2 separate regions of the Astyanax mexicanus genome follow, and region 1 is linked to region 2. Evidence: chromatin contacts called from public Hi-C data. All regions are on one chromosome and are shown on one strand. Each heading gives the region's core, a stretch centred on a gene start, on an enhancer-like site or on the middle of the called end of the contact. The rest is flanking DNA. Distances are from core to core; before and after follow the strand shown.

What was found. A called contact is a pair of places that touch in the nucleus more often than the background predicts.
Region 1: a contact with region 2 is called in a Hi-C map of muscle, with 10 times the contacts expected there. The contact joins the promoter of slco2b1 here to the enhancer-like site in region 2. A contact is called at or near these places in 3 of 3 Hi-C or Micro-C datasets (blood and muscle).

What each region holds. Positions count from the first base shown.
Region 1 is chr17:13,378,150-13,384,612 of AstMex3_surface, forward strand. slco2b1 (solute carrier organic anion transporter family, member 2B1) reads right to left here and starts at 4,809. Exons shown (of 15, transcript XM_007259588.4): 1 at 4,616-4,809; 2 at 859-960. The coding sequence starts at 936.
Region 2 is chr17:13,333,782-13,340,406 of AstMex3_surface, forward strand. No RefSeq gene overlaps it. Among protein-coding and RNA genes, the nearest start is that of serpinf1, 13 kb to the left of the region's middle. Within about 2 kb of position 4,125, the one cell type or tissue checked has an H3K27ac peak away from gene starts, as active enhancers do.

The DNA of each region.
Region 1 (6,463 bases), core at 3,559-6,058, 45 kb after region 2:
TAAAAACGGTGCACACACAAAGGAAGGTAATCCAGGAGGTTCGACAACATGCATGATTAAAACAGGTAGAGCAACATTAGAAAATCTGGCATAACCAAAACAGATCTGTAAATAGGTCAATCCAAATCCCCAAAATGGTTACTAACACAGTCCTGACTTATTATATTCACACTACCAAAAGTCCACAGATTTTTAAAACAATCTTCAGCCAGATCATGCTGTTCTATTGCCCACAGAAGAGTAGCTCAAATTAGGTGAGACAGAAGGCTCAAGCCAAAAAAAAAAAAAGATAACTGGTGCTAGGCTAAAAGGTAACTTATTCTACAACGACATGAGGCTGCCTTAAAAGCAAAAAATACATTGTCTAATATTAATATAGTGTTGCGAAAAATGTGCTCAGTAAGAACATCCACAATCCTAGGGGTATAGTGCTAGCTATCTGAGCTAAAGTTATATCTAGTGTAAATAATTATTTTATATGGCAGTGTTTCTTTTATATTTTACATTTTTACTTATAAAAAGGAGGTCAAACAAGGAGTTTAAGTTTGCGCCACATCTAACATAAAAAGATACATATAAAGTTGAAGGGGGCTTACTATCAGTTTAAATGGTGCTGTCTGTTTTCCCTGTTTCCTTTTTCCATATTAGCACACAATCTGTACTGGTGTGTCACACATAATTTATTTTAGACCAAACATAATCAATTAGAACAAAAAGAGATGTGTTAAAAAAAGGAAATATAACTGATTACAGTATCACGAGTTTAAACTTTATATTGTATATTAAAAATAATAGATGGAATTAAGTAATATTTACTAGAGTATGTAAAAGTAAAACAGTGGTGCCTGAAAATCTTACCTTGATATTATTGAAGAGGGCTCTGATCCTGCATGGTTTTACCCTCTGTGGTTGTTCCTGTGGCTCTGTAGCAGTCATCTTTACTCCTTACCAAGTCACAGTCTGATAAAATACAAACAATATGAACAATATTAATGTCAGGTATTATGCTTAAATCTGTAAATAGCTATATAAACAGATGAGCTTTATGCCTAAACTGTATGCCTTTATGTGTAAATATTTTTTTTCAGTATTGTAAGTGATATTAGTGTGTTACTTTTGTTTTAGACATTAAATTATAAAGTAGAAGATTCATTTCTATTAAAAACAGAGCTCTGACCTCTCAGCCCCTAGCCAGCTCGTTAGGGCTGCAGCTTTACAGCATCACTAAGAGGTGGTGGGGACGGGGAGGTGGTGTGGCGTGGGGGGACTGTAACTCAGTTAGCCCGGCTTTCCAGTCTGGCTCGGTTCCGCGAAATATGCTTAAGCCCAGCCCAGTTACTATAGCAACACAAGCATCTATACAAACCTGCGCTGAGGATGAGTCGCGTGGTGTCACGGGCTCGCCGGAGGGAAACAATATTCAGGAACGAAGGTTCCCCCCAGTATTCAATATATATATAATCTATATTTGTTCCAAAATACTGTGTAGAATAGTAATGTTGTAAATTAGGGAGACAGTTTTAAATGATCATAATTGTAAACAGCGATAAAAAACGGCAAATTTACGGAAAATATTTACATTTATATTAAAATTATATAATGAAAGACTGTATATATATATATATTTTTTTTGTTTTTATTTTGCAAGGTTTAAACTAAGGTTTAGTTGAATTCTTATTAACCATTTAAACTTAATGTATCAAACAGATTATTAATGTATATTTATGCAGAGTAGAAATATCTGGAATTAGGGAGAAAGTTTTACAATTATCTTTAAATTATTTTTTAAAAAGCCAAACATAACTGTATGTACATTTAAAAAAAAAAAAAAAAAAATATATATATATATATATATATATATGTATATATATATATATATATATATATAGTTAAAATGTCTATATATTAAATAGGTTTATGCAGCGTTTATATTAGTGGTTGAATGATTATTAACCCTTTAAAGGCTATTGTTTTAAATAGACTAGTAATAGAGATATTTGGAATTAGGGATAACGTTTTTAATTATTATTTACTACTAGGGGTGGGCAATATTATATCGTATACAATATATCGAGACACAGAAATATCGTGATAGTAAAAATCCATATCGTGATAATAAGGCTGTTCTGTCTTAAAAGTAGTCTATTATTTAGTGTGAAGCTTTGGGTGTATTTATTGTATAATTGTTTTAGTTTGCAGTTTATATGCATGCACTAAATATTCTGCAATATTTTTTGCTGCATTATATTATTTTATGCTATATTATTTATTTTGCCACATTATGATTATACTGTTATACTCTTATACTATATTCCTGAAATTAACAAATTATTTTTCTGTTTTCCTATATCGCCAAGTATATCGATATCGCAAAAATACCCTGAAATATCGCAATATTATTTTAGAGCCATATCGCCCACCCCTATTTACTACATCTTATTCAATTTGTAAATCTCAAATATAACCGAATATAAGTTTAACATAATAAAACGACAATATTATATATATATATATATATATATATATATATATATATATATATATATATATATATATATATATTTTAAGGGTTCAAAAGATTAGTTGAATTGTCATTAACCCTTTAAAGGCAAATGTTTCAAATTAATTGATCATTACATAATATTAATGCTTAATAATCATGGCTGTGCATTGTAAAGCAAGAATATAAATTGGATAACAATACAGACATACTGATCCACACCTTAGCAACCAAACTCTTTCCGGGGCAAACACATTGCAATGACTTATAAACCAACAGTCATAGCACAGCAACACAGAAGAGCATCCAAAAACACTGTAGGAACACTTTAGCCACCAACCTGTTACCTTAGGAACCGCTCAGTAACACCTTAGCAACCATCAAGAAACACCTCAGCAACCACCTAACATAACAGTCACCCTCGATACTATAGCAACTACCTAGCAACACCATAGCAAACAGCTAGTAACCATTAAGCAACACCATAGCAACCACCTGGGATCATTAACAACCAGTAGAAACCACTTTAGCTTTGCTACTATTTCATATACTCTTCAGAAAATGCACATTTCTACTTCTTAAATAACATAAATAATAGCAAAAATACATACGTAGTAACAATAATATATAATAAACTATATAACCAATCCCTACATACAAATGATTGGCAGAGATGCTATTTGTTCATATCTGTAATAAAAAGCTGGACAAAATATCAGTTTATATTTTAAGTACACTGCATCCAAATGTGATTACTGTATACACATTTGCTCAAACAAACCGGACTTAATTGAACTATAACATACAGGTGTGAAAAACAGATTTTTTTTTCTGCAAAATATGATGCTGCACTGTCCTTGGGCTGAATGTAAATATGAACACATAAGTATTTTTGTTAATAAGCAAGAAAAAAATAAGCAAGTTTAGAAGTAAATAAGTGAATTAGTCAGTCACTCAAAAATAAGTCGGTTTATCTGTATCTATCACTACAGAACACGTGATCCCCAACTGTGGCTCTCGTTCCTAAAACCTGCTCGGTCTGCATTCTCAGGAGGGATGTTATGTTTCCTCCTGAAATTATGTGTTCTGTGATTCAATGCATAGTATCTTAGTGATCTCCTGCAAGCATATTGAGCTCTGCACATGACTTAATCATAAGAAGAGTGCAATTACTGTTACTTTGGTTTAGGATTTAAAACGTAATTACACAATTTCACAATTGCTAAGGATATTGGATTGCAGTCAATACATTCGGTAATGACAGGTTTATGCTTACTTGTTAAACTTTTCTTTTATGATCCACAGATAGAAACACATGGAAAAAAAATTAATACACTGTATGCCCAACTGGGGTAATACAAAATCTAGGAATTATTAAAATATACACATTCAAAATATATTCTCAGCTTGTTTTATTAAGCTACACATAAACCATAATCAGCATCAAATATCATATGATAAAAACAAACAAACATAAAGACATGGTGAAGACAACACCAATAACACTTGACCCTTAAACTGTTAAACTGCTTAAGTCATGGGATAAGACTGATAAGGCACATTTTTTAAATCCATAAATCCACACAGGGAAATTATTTTGCGAATAAAGCTTTCCTACTACAAATACAAATATTGCAAAATGTCTCATACATCTCTCATGTAAAATCCTGTGCAAATACAAAATACAAAGGCACAGTGGTTCAGTGAGTAGTTTCCTTTGAAAGCACACTTGCCTGTCTACACTAATGTGTGGAATGAATGAGTAAATGCAGAATTCAACAATGCAACTCAATGCAGACTAACCACAAAACAAAATGAGATCAAGCACATGCGCGTGAATAAGAGTGCACTTACTGTGGAGTTGCTGAGATGTAGAATATCCAGCTTTCACTTTTGAGGAAGTTTTCCAAGACTTAAACAGACAGGGTTGCCAAGTCCAGCCCAAAATATGCAGCCTAAAGTCAGTCTAAAACCCGCCCTTTTTAGACTGACTTTATATATTGATATTAATAATATTGTAACTAATGTGTTTTATTAGTTATTTTAGAACAGTTTTATATCCCAGTCAAGAAGATTTAATAGTAACATAATTAGCAAAAAATGACTTTTACTTACTTTTTCTGTTCTTGCCCCTCCTGAACTCTTTTCTCTTCTCGTTGACATGTTTTTATTGCAATTTCTGGTTACATTGTAATTTAAGGAAGACTGATTTTAGTGTCGACTTTTTTTGTTTAGTTTTGGGTTTTTTTGACGGCCAAGGATATTATTTAAAAGTAACCCAATGCACCCCACCACCCCATAATTTTCCCACGCGACTGGATTTTCAAACAAGCCCAATTTGGCTGGAAAACTGCGAACCTGGCAACTTTGTAAACAGAGCTCAATGAACTCTAAAAAAGGGGGAGAGGAATTGTAAAGTCCAGGCATTGCACAATCTGAGCTGTGCAGGACATGGCGTTTAGTGCATTTTTTTGCACTGTAAACGAAAACATTAATTGGCTGATTGTTTATCAAAATAGTTAGTTGATAAGATTTAATAGCATTTTTAAATAGATCATTTTAATAGTATATATATATATATATATATATATATATTTACACTGATCTTGGAGCCACCCTTCTTTGCACTTTTGATGTTTTCCATGCTCTAAACACATTTTATACCACTAATTAATACAACTTCGTCACCTCATAATTGAGGTAAAGTGTATGTGTAAAGAGCATGTGCTGGGAAGTGCTACCCCACGACTAGGACTGAGAAACACTGTAATGTACAGCCTACATGTCTCACTCATTTCTTACAGCTATGTAAAATATATGACTTCCTGTTTGCATCATGCTTTATATAATAGCATAGCTGAGATGTAATAGGACACTTTCTATAGCTTTCTATACAGTAAAAAAGACAATGTACAAAATGACCACCAGGTGGAGACAAAGTACTGTTAATCACATTACATGCAAGTTCCAACCACACTGTCCCATTTATCTCCGCTTCTCTGATAATATGTTAAAAAACACGAAAGAACATGAATGATTGTTTTAAAAGTTGAATGTAGTGTAAGAATAAGTATTAGAAATGATATGATTAATATTTTGGGTTGATGGACGGAAAAATAAGTTGACATAGTGATAATAGTTTTAACACCTTTTTAGTACAGTGAGCGTGCAAGAACAGGCACAACTCACGAAAACAGACCCGAATAATTACAGTACACTAAAATAAACAACATTTTATCTAATCTATTAGGGACTTTAGCTCATTAGAGAAGAGTCATAAGTAATCAAAGACTCCTTAAATATATTTCTTGTGGCCTTAGGGTACCTTAAAATGCTTTACAAAACGTCTGTGCATTCCGTGCGTAAAAGCGCATCCCGTGCGTAAAAGCGCATTCCGTGCGTAAAAACGCGCGCTGTGCGTAAAAGCGCATACCGTGCGTAAAAACGCGCGCTGTACAAAAGCACGTTATGCCATTCATATAAATAAGAGCTGTGCCTAAACTCCCATTGAGAGTGCTCAGACTACTATCCCAAAACTATAGAGAAAAACAGCCACATGACTATTTTTGAGTGTTATTAGTTATTTATACTCATTTTTAGGAGTAGTTCAGATTGTTGTTACACAGAATCACTATTTAACCCTTTCATGCATAGTGTCCACTACAGTGGACGCATATTTAAACGCATTTAAAAAACAAAAGATTTGCAATACATACTCCAAACCACATGTTTTGCTGTCTTCAAACCCACTCTTAATTGTGTAAAAAATAAATGCCTTAATCAATATTCTCAAAATTGAGATCAGAAATCCAAGATGGCGACCAACAGTGAAAATTACAATATGACCTCTGGAATATCGGTCAAATATTTTTATTTTGCAAGAAATATCCAGGTATATATATTTTTTCTTATTAAGAATGAAGTAAGGAACACTTTTATGAAAGTTTAACAAAAATTGGTAAT
Region 2 (6,625 bases), core at 2,875-5,374:
GAAAAAGTGTTTTTTTAAGAATTACATTTTTTTACTTAGCTTAGCTAGGTTAATCCTCCCCCAACACCCACCAGTGAGATCTAATGAATTAGTAGGGAAAAATGGCGATACCCCTGTTCCTTCCTAGAGTCACATAATTCGCCTTATAATCCGCTGCGCCCTATGAATGAAAATGGACCAGAAAATAGACGTTCATTGATAGTGTACCTTATAATCTGGTGTGCCTTATAATGCGAAAGAAAAAAAACGTAAATAAAAAAAATAAAGTGCCATTTTTATTGCAAAAATGACTGAAAATGAATATAGTGTGACCACATTAGTAACACTCGTGTTAAATGTGTAAAATGCTTCTCCATCTGCTTCACTCGGACACATTTCAAAATGCAAACCATCAGACCAACTCATTTCTGAAGCCATAAAATCAGGCTGGCAGACTGATTGTTTATGCAACAGTCTCTAAGCGCTTCATTAAATGTTCTCACAGAGATGTGTCTCTTGCATCATAAAGGAGAGCTAGCTCTCATTCACAGTAAACGCAGAGCAGGAACTCTTTCACATAGAAGTTCGACCAAAGTAAACTGTGGCTTTGGAAAAGCAGCGTGTGCTTTTCCGGACAGGCCTGCGACTGTGTTTGTTCTGGGAAGAGTTTCAGGCGCCTCAGGAATCTTTTCCCTGAGCTGGCTGGAAAATTCATTACAGGCCTGTGGATTCAGCAGTGAACAATGAATGATAGCACACCAGCATACACGTCCAGTCAAATAATTCTTCCACTTGAGCGTTCCTTCTGTATTTTATCTGTAAGTTATGTGCTTCTTTCGATGTGTGAGGTAAGTAATCTGTATTGCAGTGTTTTAAATGCAGATGCAGATCCAGTGCTTCTGATACTTTGTACATTTAATACAAATGTTGTCAGTATACAGTTTTTAAACAGTCGCTTCATACAGTTATTTTTGAACAGTTGTTAGTTGAACAGTCACTTTTAAATCCTCATATTTCCTTTTAGTTTCTTTTCTGATGCCGTTCCTTTTTTCTTGTAAGTGTCTGCTGGACTTCCAGCATTCCAGCATAATTTATTTTACCAGAAAAGAACAGATGCGCTGAGGAAGGGTCTCTAAGGCCAAAACAGCACACACAGACCTCCCAGAATGGCTGTGCTCCAATAAGGTCACAGGACCACAGCTGGTAATGATCCAAGGATCTGTGTTCTAGACCCCAGAGCATTCTGAACTTTATACAGAGAATATCCATTTAAAGAAAAATGAAGTTCAGTACAAAGCTTAATTCCTGTTCAGGAAACAGCCTCCTTCACAGTGTATGTATTTTTTTTTTTTTTTTTTTTTTTTTTACAATTTTAGTTACCTAAATACAGTATAAATTGATGTTTCTTTAACCCTTTAATATTCTCACTGAGAAAAAAAGATGCACTTTTGTTTTTATTTTGTGTATTTTTTAAATAGGTTTGTGACAAATATTAACACAATTCATGTCAATCTTTTTAAAGATCCCACAGCTTCTGATAATATATACACCTGTTCCAAACTTTTCCACAATATATGAGGTAACGGTGTCAATCAATTTAAAAATGTAATCGGATTTACAATAAATCACACCTTTTCCTCTTCCTTAGACTTAATCTTGTAATAATGGGAATTTCAATGTAAATAAAAGTTGGCAAAATAAAATTAATATTTATAGTAGTTTAATCACTTTAAAAATATTAAATCACAACAATATTCAACAATATTAAAATCTTAATTACTTTTTTATTGCTGCTGATTCCCTGTATTTTCGGAGAGAAATTGTGTAATGGATCCTTTATTTTCATATTTTCTTGAACATATGCATCAAACCCCCTCATGATTTACTGCTGCTCTCCAAAACCTTCAGAAACTCCAGCAGCTGTAAACTATTTACACACCCTTCTCTCTCTTACACATCTCTCTAATGAAGATTGACAGGTTTCTGCTGTGATGGGTGTGTCCTTAGTGATTTCCAAAATGTCTGTTCATTAGTTTTACACAGAACACAGACAGAACTCACCAATTACAGATAAGAAACAGACATCGTAACATGATTCATTTTCAAAGTAATTAAAAGATTTAATTAAGACATTAATGTTTCCATATTAATTGTGTGTGTCTACACTTTAAAGTTAATAGCATTTTAAACAGATATACTCATCTATAGTGGTTCAACAGAACCTTAGGATTTTTAGTATTTTATCAAGCTTTTTTCTCCCTATATAAATCTGCTGTAGGTTAAAGGGTTAAAAATGGTGAAATTATGTTTTTAATGAGTTACAACTTAATTTCTAGCTTGTTAGACAGGTCTATGACAAATTCTTCACTAGAGATGGGGCCAATCTGATTCTTAATCGATGTTAGGTCTGATATTGGCATCATTTATTTATCAGATATAGGACAAGCAGGGACAATTCACTTACTGATCCATGTTCCAGTACGCAGCTTGTGCCTGTCCATACACCAGCTGTAACATAACTGTTGGGTATAGAATGCATACATATATTGAATATATATGTTTTATCCTATATGAGCAGACCATTTATTCAACAAAAAAAAGCTTCTGTGGCATCAATTTAAAATGAATAAAAAAACATTTTTGGCACAGTGCACTCTTATTGTTTATTTATTAAACCAAAACTTTGAATAATGATTGTCTTGTTTGGCTCATTTGCAACTTTCTACAATATCAGAAATATAGGCTACCAGGTGCAAAAAGTGAAAAATGAAAAGTGAAAGCATGCTAAAACTATGCAAACAGATGCAAGCTCACCAGAGACCACTTTCCTTTTCACACAATAGGAAGTTAATGCATTCCATGTGTGTAAAGACCCCAGCAACACACCAACTGCCTTCCTGGACCACCAGGTGGCGCCAAAAGATGAGCTTTAAGAAAGCCTGCAAAATGTCTGTAAATTAAAACATCTTTAACTGTAATGATCATTTATTCAAACAGTAAAGTCATGTGACATGTTGGAAAGTCCAACGTTTTCAACATTGTTAATTTACAACGCACAATCTGAAAAAAATAAAATATAATTTTGCAGAAACTATGATCATTTGGTAATGAGGTAATGTAGGGAGATTTTACTCTAGATATGTGAAACTGCAGAATATGGTTAATTCCCAAATGAGGCTCAAATACACAGTACACAGTGCTATCAGCTGTGGTGGGCCTTGTGATTTTAGTCGGCCAGTTAGATGGATTGCCTTATCTACAACCAACATTGCTTGTATTGGTTCAGATAAACACTTGGGTGGGGGCCCTAACTACTTTGGTAATTTCAACCAGAAAGTCAACAGTAACACATTTTAGCCCGTATTCTCAAATGTAGTAGAATGGAAAGCTTTTCCCTTCACTTTTGAAAAATAATGTAATAGAAGAACCAATTTTGCTTTCATAAAGACCCATTTTTTGTGACTTACAATAATGATGTACATTTAGAAAAAAGATTTAAGACAGGGCCTAAAGGAGGCCAAAGCGAAACAGTGGGATAAAGGAGAGAATGAGGTTAGAAGTAGTTTGTTTGTTAGGGGTGTTAGGAGACTAAGTGCTTTTTGAAGAGCTCTGTCTTTGGGAGTTTTTTATTTGTAATAAAGATATATAAATGTGAGGGACCTTTCACAAATTGAACAATGTAAAGGTTTTGTTCACCAATTTAGATGTTCTTAAAAATACACACCTACTTATTAAACCATTATGAAAAACTAGGGATGTGATGTTTCGATCTTCATTCGATATAGGCCAAAATCTCTGAAATTGATATTCTAAGAAAAAAAAAGTAAAATCCGATTTGAGTCACTAGTCTACACAATCACATAAATGACCCCAGAAAAAATGAATGTACCCAGATTGCATGCCATCTCAGCATGCCGTTCTGTCTCTGGCAGATATGTAAATGATTACATTTTTGGTCTGATTAGACACTGGGTCTTGCCACTACAGATCAAAAGTGCCTCCCTTACTGCCAAATTAAAAGGCTCTCAGAGGCTACTTTTGGTTAGCATACCTCTTGGTGAAAGATTGCTGACGGCTAGACAGGTCTCGACAATGCGTGGTAAACCTTTTCCACAGTTGAGGGACTTTAAGAGGGGGCATTTTTGTACTCAGAATCAGGATGGCGGTTCAAAAAAGTGCCTGCCATCAAGATCGTCAGCATCCACAGTAAGCATTTCCCTGGAATGTATTCCCCAGATTGCAGCTCTTTGCTGGCCTGCTTGGTTGCCAGATTCATTGCCGATCAATCATTTATGGGGATATATCTATGGGAACAAGAGTTTCAACAACTGTTCTTAGTTCTTTAAGTTCTTAGTGCATTATTCTTTTTTTGTCAGTGAGTGTAAGTTAATTAGGGATTATGGAGGCACCAATATGAGAAAATCTGGACCAATGATGATATTCAATATTACAAATATATATATATTTGCCAGTGCCTATGCAGATAAACACATGTATAACTTGCATAGAGACTAGACACCTCGGTATAACTTTATAACTTTAAAACTTATAAACAAAAACTAGCTTAAATCAATGGGTTTAAATTAGCTCGCCAGTGTCTGCCAATTGTAGTAGTGCAGCCAGCAAGAGAACCGATGATTTTAAAAAGAAGCTATTATCCAACCATACCAATAGAATTAAGATACAATCATGCATCATGCATGTTCTCAGTATTGAGTAAGTAAGAGGTATCGAGGCACCCTAGTTAAAAACATAGATCTTTTTGAAAACAAAAGTGGGCTCTTCTATAGCATAGATTAATAAAAAAACATTTAAAGCAGTGAGGTGGCTTTATTTGTAAGAGTGTTTAAAAAGATTTGGTTCCTTGTTTGATTTGGGTTATATGAGAAACAATATAAGAAAAAGTATCATGCACAAAACTTCACAATGCAGGGTTTTCTAACCTGGGAGTCACAAGGGTGATGCTACATTGTGTATGTTACTGTAACATTTGAAGCTTGGCAGAGTGCAGTTAAAACGCTGACACAAAAATGATCACTAATTATAACTATCATCTTAAGTTACAAAATTGTATACGATTCTATTTGTTTTCGTGAATAAATAGTTTAGTGCCTAGATTGCACACCACTGTATTATTTTTGTGCATATAATTATTTATACCAGCCACGACCAGGCCTTAAAAGGAAATTTATGGGACAGTCAGCTTGCAAACATTTTGGGGAGTTTACTGAAGAGAACATTTTTTTTTTTAACCAAATTGTTCTTCTGATCCAGAGGATGTCCAGACACAACAGATTGTGTTTGTCAAAGGAAACAAGCCTGTCTTAAACAGGAAGCAGCTGAGGCTCATAGACCCTGTTTCACAATAGCATTAAAGAAAGGGAACAGGTCAGGCTTGGGCAAAGTTGGAGGACCGACAAAAATAGTGAAAGAGAGGAACACAGTCACTGGTGATTTCTCTGATAAATATGTAGAGTTAGGTCTTCATTATGAATTCTGTTCAGTGCAGTAATAAAAGAATGAGACCGTTAGCTGTTTATAGTTAAATAAAACCCCCGTGCCATCTCTTTCTGGATCATCAACAGCAATAGTAATTCATAGGAATGATATGAATCATTTATCTCCTAAACACATCAAGCTAAGTAAATCATACTTTAAGTGCATCACTGAAAATGAACGGTTTATTTTCATTCTGTCGAGTAAATAGCATGGAATGTGCTATCTATTCCTGTTACGCAATAATGCATATTTTTCTAAATCTCGACCATCCTGTGGGATATAGACCTCATAAAGGACAGCTTTGTCTGCTCTCACATTGACTTGTAAATAAATCATACTTTAAGTGCATCACTGAAAATGAACGGTTTATTTTCATTCTGTCGAGTAAATAGCATGGACTGTGTTATCTATTCCTGTTACGCAATAATGCATATTTTTCTAAATCTCGACCATCCTGTGGGATTTAGACCTCATAAAGGACAGCTTTGTCTGCTCTCACATTGACTTGTAGTATTAACATATTTGCTTCGGTCTCTTCTTCAGTCTTCTTGTTCAGTGTAGGAAAAACTTTATAAAAGGTCTGTATAGTTTTAAATTAAGGAAATTTAATTCACAGCTTTATTTATCCTGTTAAAGTTGAAGAAACAGAAGTCAAAATACTTACACAGTAAAACAAGCAAACAGACAGAAAAATAAACAGTATCAAGCAACTTAACTGATTTTTGTACATTTTTCAATTTAAATACGGACTTGATAAGTGAACCAAGGCAATCCAAACACTTTAATTTGGATGAATAAAGTTCCCATCACTGCAGGATATTGGAGGTTCATTTAGATTTGAAGAGTGAGTTATATGGCTGACTTCACTTTTAAATAGGGATCAGGGCATTATTATTATTATTAACATTATTATTTAACTAAAAGTATTTGATTTGTGTTGGTACTTCTAATGTACTTCTTAAACAAAACCCAAAAAGTCAATTGCATCTTTTTTTTTTTTTTTTAGATTAATTTTTTATTATTTATTATTATTATGTTTTTTACAATGCTCTGTTGGTTCATTAAAAATATTTAAGTAGTTCGTTTTTAATTTAGAATGAGAAAAAAAATGTTCAGTGAACAATAGAGTAATGAATATATTTATCTA